Linked DNA regions of Mus musculus: region 2 is linked to region 1. The links are chromatin contacts, called in public promoter capture Hi-C maps. All regions are on one chromosome and are shown on one strand. The core of a region is the stretch at or near the end of the contact, and the rest is flanking DNA. Distances in the headings are between cores, read along the strand shown. Region 1 holds the start of Pcsk2os1 (proprotein convertase subtilisin/kexin type 2, opposite strand 1). Region 2 overlaps Pcsk2 (proprotein convertase subtilisin/kexin type 2).

Region 1 (3,119 bases), core at 437-2,936:
GAGCTGAAAATGCAGATTTAGCATCAAGCACAGACACACACTAGCTCTTTCTCTCGGGTACACACAGCTCCGCACATTCGCACCCCTGCCAGCCAGCCGGGCTGCGCGACTCCCCGGCTTCCCTGGCAGCCAGCTGCTGGTGGACAGCGTACAGATTTGCTGTTTGCCAAGCTTCTTTTCTGCCTCTTTTGCTATACAAAGATTTTTTTTTTTAAAAAAAAAAAAAAAGAAAAACAGAAACAAAAACTACATACCTATTTTTTATTTGCATCTTCCCTCTTCGTCCCCTGCTCCACCACCCTGCGCGCCTCACAGCCCCACTTTTCACTCCCAAAGAAGGATGGAGGGCGGTTGTGGATCCCAGTGGAAGGCGGCCGGGTTCCTCTTCTGTGTGATGGTTTTTGCGTCTGCCGAGAGACCCGTCTTCACGAATCATTTTCTTGTGGAGTTGCATAAAGACGGAGAGGAAGAGGCTCGCCAAGTTGCAGCAGAACACGGCTTTGGAGTCCGAAAGGTAAGATTTTTTTTCCATACATTTCACATGTTGTTTCCAGAGGAGGGACAGCCTTGCGCAATCTCGTTGCAGATTTGCAAGTTTTCTGTCTTTTTATGCTATGCAGCTATTCTGCCATCGGTTCTCAAACACGACATTGCCTCCGGTGATCTTTCATGGGTTATGTAATTAAAATGTCCTTCATCTGTATTAGAAAGGTCAGAGAAATAATTTGTTGGTGTTTGACTTGGTGGGGGCAAAATAAGACCGCACCTTACAAAGGATGCTGTGCGCCCCGGCTGCTGTCCGAGGTACCAAGTTCTCCAGGCTGCCTAGGGACAGAGGGATAGAGTCCAGAGCAGCTGGGCTTACGTCGACTGCTTTGCCAGGGAAGTCTCCCAGCCCCCCACGCCCCGGAGAAAGAATAGTTTCCCACCGACATGGCTCAAAGATCGAGCGTTGCAGTTCACCTCAGTTTTCCGACCCACGCCTAAGGACTTCCCTCCCAGCGACTTTCAGTCCCTGCTTTTTTCCCCAGTGGACAAGAGCTTTCTGACTTGGAAACAAGGACGGAGTTCTCTGTCCAAAACGAGTGCTGAACTTGTGCGCTTTGGCTCCTGCCCACGACCTCCCACTCCAGAAGCGCACTCCTGTTTGGAGAGTTCTTAATTTGCTTCTTTAGGACACCTCGCTGCCAAGAGAGATGGATTCTGAGGGGGATTCCCCCCGGAAAAGTCGAGGTGTCCTCTCCTGATGTGTGGGCAGCCAGCGCGGTTTTCCCCAGAGAGCACGGGGATCCCCATTCCAAGAAGTTGTCCAAGTTGAACTGTTTGGATAAGATTTCGAGCTTTGGGTGCCTCTGGCAACCTCTGGATAAGTTAGGGTACTCGTCCTGCGGGGAACAGAGGAGAATAATTCATTTGGCGGGGAGCATGCCTGACCTGCTCTTCCTGCGAAATATCTGTATCCCAGATCTGGAGTGTCCTTAGGGGACCTGGCACCGCTAGGGGAGAGTGAGGATGCAAGGAGAAGCCAGTCTGAGGGGAATGGAAGGTCAAAGGATGCAGCTTGGTACCCGTGGGCTGTCCCCTCCCTCCTGATCCCACAAGAAAAGAGGCTTGAGAGAGCATTGGGTTCCCTCCCTAGAAGGGCAACACAGGCTGGTCTCCTCTGTCAGAACTTCCTATGTCTCTTGCCGAGTTCCCAGCTACTAGGATGACTCCTTCAGGAGCGCAGGGCTCTCCCGCCTACACTCACCAGCGGCGCGGCGGGCGCGTATTCTACCTCAGCTGTGTTTGGCAGCGAGTTTCACAGAGGTCCTGGAAGAAGCGCAGGTCTGCGGGTGGCGCGCGGGCGGGTCTCACACACCTAGAACTAGTTGCTCCCGAGAAGAGAAGTGTGGGTGGAGCAGGGGAAACCAGGTTCCTGTTGATAGAACAGTCTCCTGGCCTCCTGGCCCACGGAGACTTCTTTCAAACGACATTCAACCCTGAAACAAGCTGATACCCCACCTAACCCCGCTCCGCCCTCCTCCCCCCATTGGCAAAATCCAGCGTCCTAGCGGCATTGGCAATGAGTGATTATAGTTAGCTGATATCTGACTGTGAGATCTTGCATACTTTCCCTTTTGAAAAAAAAAAGATTTATCTCATCGTGTGGGGGGGTGGTGGGGGGGGTGTAGGTTGGAACTGGGATTACCGAAGGTTGTGAACTGCTCCGTGTGAGCACCTGTATGCACCCTTAACCCATGAGTTCTCTTTCCAGCCTGCTTAGATGCATTCGTATTTAATATCAACAGCTGCAAGAATGCTTCTGTTATTAGAAAACCCTTGCTAGGTGTTGACAGGGCTTTATGGCTGGGCTACCCTACGAAGGGAAGAGGCAGCAAGATCTTTAATTCTTCTATACCTGTGTAACCCTACCTGTGGGTACCTTCTGTGTCAGCCCTTTCTGACAAGGAAGGAAACCCATCTGCTGCAATGGTTTTCCATCTCCTTTTTCTTTCCCCCTGGAAAACACATTCTTGAGATCTGATGCTAAAAACCTAATGAAAGGTAGGTGTAACTGAGCCTGATAATGGCTAACCCTGTCAATTTTTCAATATATTTTTTTTTCCTAATGGGAATGAATAACTCAGTGAGTGCTTAACGGTTGTGATGGTGAGATTGAAGCCAGGAAATATAAAGGTAATCTTATGGTTTATCAGCAATTTGGTTCGACTTTGAACAGAAAGACACATATACTTTGGGGTTAACTATTTCTCCTCATTCCATTCTTTCTTGGAGAGGAGGTCACTGACTGATTTTGTATTGCAATATCAAGCTGCAATCCTCAGCTATGAAGAACAGGCTTTCGATTTGGTGTCTCCTTTTTCCTCTCCTTGTCCTCTCAGATAGTACCTCCTAACCAAATCCTAGTCTTTTGCCCTGATACGTATTCAAAGGCTAACCCATGTATGACAAGGTACTTGTGCCTGAAGAAGCTTTGTGGTGCAATGCCCAGAGAGCATTGAGCCCTCCAATGAGCCTTTTTTTTTCCTTCTTTGAAGGATCACATGCTGTTGATCCTTCAAGACCTGGACCTAAATCTTGCCTGATGCTACAGCCATAAAGAGCTTCCCTTCTCC
Region 2 (3,119 bases), core at 455-2,954, 76 kb after region 1:
ATGTGTGTGTGTGTGAGTGTGTGTATGTGTGTGCGTGCGTGTGTGTGTGTGTGTGAGTATGTGTGTGTGTGCGTGTGTGTGTGTATGTGTGTGTGTGTGTGTGTGCGTGTGTGTGTGTGTGTGTGTGTGTGAGTATGTGTGTGTGTGTGCGTGTGTGTGTGTGTATGTGTGTGTGTGTGTGTGTGTGTGTGAGTATGTGTGTGTGTGCGTGTGTGTGTGTGTGAGTATGTGTGTGTGTGTGTGTGTGTGTGTGTGTGTGTGTGTGCGCGCGCGTGTGTAGTATATATAACATATGGGAGTGTGCATGTCCATGCATGCACATGAAGGCCACAGAAGGATGTCAGATGTCTAGACTATCATTTTTTGTCCTTTCTCAGAGATATGTTCTCTGGTAGAATCTAAAGTTCATCATTTTCTGTTTTAATTTGTTTCCTTGGCTACCTTGGCAGTCAGCAAGCCTGAGCAAACTTCCTGCACACTTAAAAGATGAGGTTACAGGCACATGTGGCCTTGCCAGGCCTATCTGAGTATAGATATCAAAACTTGCGTCTTTGTGCTTACACAGCAAACTTTCCCACAGTGTCATCTCTCCAGCCCCCCTCTCCTCAAACTTAAGGCTTTTAACTGTCATTTATTCTTAGACTGGCTAGAAAGTGATTTAAAATAATTTTTCTTTAATCAGACCCTATGCTGAAGATGAACTGTGCTTTCAAAGCTTCTGATGCTAGCACATATCTTCTTAATGCCCTGTGGACAGCTCCCTGGTAGCAGATAGCTGCAGCCAATCATCCGCCCTTCTCCTCGGGAGGAGAGTTGGTGATAGATGTTTCTCTCTGTTGGTTTGCACATTTGAACTTCTGCTTGCTAATTGCCTGTCCTTATCTTACTTGTTCTCCTGTCTAAAATATTGTGTTTGATATGGATTGTCTTCGTGTCTAATACACATCCTACAGACAGTCTATACTGTTTAAGACAGCATTAATAATGCCTTAGCTAATTTACAATGCCTGATTTCCTTTTTGCATAATCTCTGCCATGTTTTCTATAATTTTTTTACCTCTTCACCTTAAGGTCAGATATTTTATTAATTATCTCAAATTATATTTTAACCCATGATCATTTTAATCCATCAGGATTTGTTTTGGTCCACTTGCTAAACATCCAGCCCCTTTCCCAACATGAAGGCTGGTTTCTAGAGTTGATGTCCTATTGCATTAGACCTTTTTGTGTTCTAGTCTCTCTGTGAAATTTCGGCTGTATGGTAACAACCACCTGATTACCTGTCCTTGTTCATTTACTCTCTCAGGAGAGCTCTGGAGCAAAGTTATCCTGTTTCAAAACTCCATCCCTTGTGGCTGCTGGTTGGAATTGCATCCAATTGCCAGACACAGGAAGAGTTACTATGGTGCTACATATCAGTAAGCACTCTCCTCACTTTCTTTCCTTCTACAGCATTCATAACTTGCTTTTATGTATGTAAGGACATTCTGGAAGGATTTCTCAAAACTACCTCTCCTTCACTAATCCAATTTTCCTCATAATTTAGCATTCTTCTGGAGTGGCAGTTTTAAGCTTCATAATTCTATGTTCTTTCTTCAGTCCCCACTCACATCCCAGCATCTTCTCTGGGGAATGCTCATGCCTGCTCACAGATCTCACTGGAGATGAGACAAGCATTCACTCCTCCTCCTCCTCCTGTTCTTAGCTCTAAGTCTATTTTCGTGTACAGCATCAGCTCTCTGACTCTTTGGAACAACAGCCTGGTCTTCTCAGTGTCTAGGCTGCCTCTATTTTCCCCTCACAGGCAATTCAGGGAGAATGACTCCGGCATACTTCAGGCTCAAAGAGAGAAGAATGGGGGTGAGAACTGACTCGTTATGCTTTGAGTCTGGTTTGATTTTGCCTGTACAGGAGCCAGGGAAAACACTCAGGCAACTGAGGGATGCCTACTCCCTTCCTCCTGGAGTAGCCCATCCAGGGTCCTTGTGGTCTGTCACCTACACTTGCCCTCAATTAGGCCTCCACAACCCCATCACCCCAGCATAGCCTTCTGTGCCTGGCACAGTCCAGTGTCTGTGCAGCAGTGTGCACCTGCTTCTAGGTGATATTGACAAGATTAAGATGACTCTCCCCAGGGCCTGGCCAGCTGAGTAAGGGCATGCCCACTCTCTGTGGAGGTTCCTGGTATCTGCAGGGTGCGGAGGAAACATGAGTTTAAGTAAGGCACAGAGCCCTTTTCCGGGTAAGAAGCAGGGTTCCCCTTCTCTGTCCCATTAGTCATTTCCACAAACATCCAGAAGCCGAGGTTTCAACAGTGGACACCCCATGCACCAGGTGTTAGGAGAAAGTCAGGCTTTGTGTTTCATTTGTTTCAGATCATTTTCATCATTTCTCATTTCTCATTTTTTTCACCTTTATACTATGTCAGTTAATAACTAATATGAGGGTTTTTAAACAAAATTCACAATAATACAACAAACACTAAATTTACCTAAATACAAGTTAATTCTGGTTGTCTACCAGAATTAGTCTCAGAAAGGAATAAGTCACCTCAGAAGGAGGCCTCCCAGGAGCCTCTTAGAATGCCACATACTCCCTAGATTGTATCTATAGTGGAGCTCTGTTTCGGAGAGACACGAGGTCCTTGAACAGCCTTCATCAATGCCACTTTGGAAAGTGACCCAGTGAAGTAAGTAAAGGATTCCAGAAACTTAACAAAGGCATCATTAGTAGCACTTTGGACAAGGCCTCCGCTAGTGTAAAGAGTGTGTTGTGAACATGTCTTTAGAAATCAATTGTAAAAAGCAAGGCTCTCAGCACGCAGGCCATGACCTAGAGAACAAAGGAAAAACAGGAAATTTGGAATTGTTAGGAATTGGGGAACAGGAACTAAAGACTTCAAATTTCTTTTTTTTTTTCCATTTTTTATTAGGTATTTAGCTCATTTACATTTCCAATGCTATACCAAAAGTCCCCCATATCCACCCACCCCCAATCCCCTGCCCACCCACTCCCCCTTTTTGGCCCTGGTGTTCCCCTGTACTGGGGCATATAAAGTTTGCAAGTCCAATGGGCCTCTCTTTCCAGTGATGGCCGACTAGGCCATCTTTTGATATATA

Evidence for each region. Promoter capture Hi-C pulls out the DNA fragments that hold promoters and counts their contacts.
Region 2: a promoter capture Hi-C map of hippocampal neurons shows a contact between it and region 1, with 2.0 times the contacts expected there. The contact joins the enhancer-like site here to the promoter of Pcsk2os1 in region 1. A contact is called at or near these places in 2 of 39 promoter capture datasets (the HPC-7 cell line and hippocampal neurons), 2 of 484 Hi-C or Micro-C datasets (cerebral cortex and forebrain), 1 of 115 datasets of contacts at active chromatin or transcription factors (embryonic stem cells) and 2 of 9 other capture datasets (liver and pancreatic islet).

The regions. Positions count from the first base shown.
Region 1 is chr2:143,546,151-143,549,269 of GRCm38.p6, forward strand. It overlaps Pcsk2os1 (proprotein convertase subtilisin/kexin type 2, opposite strand 1), which reads right to left and starts at 1,687. Exons shown (of 3, transcript NR_040354.1): 1 at 255-1,687. Pcsk2 (proprotein convertase subtilisin/kexin type 2) reads left to right here. Exons shown (of 12, transcript NM_008792.4): 1 at 1-514. The coding sequence starts at 341.
Region 2 is chr2:143,622,332-143,625,450 of GRCm38.p6, forward strand. The region is part of intron 2 of Pcsk2 (proprotein convertase subtilisin/kexin type 2); the gene reads left to right. Among named protein-coding and RNA genes, the nearest start is that of Pcsk2os1, 76 kb to the left of the region's middle. Within about 2 kb of position 1,705, at least 15 of the 459 cell types and tissues checked have an H3K27ac peak or open chromatin away from gene starts, as enhancers often do. A contact at or near this core is called in hippocampal neurons, where this site is marked.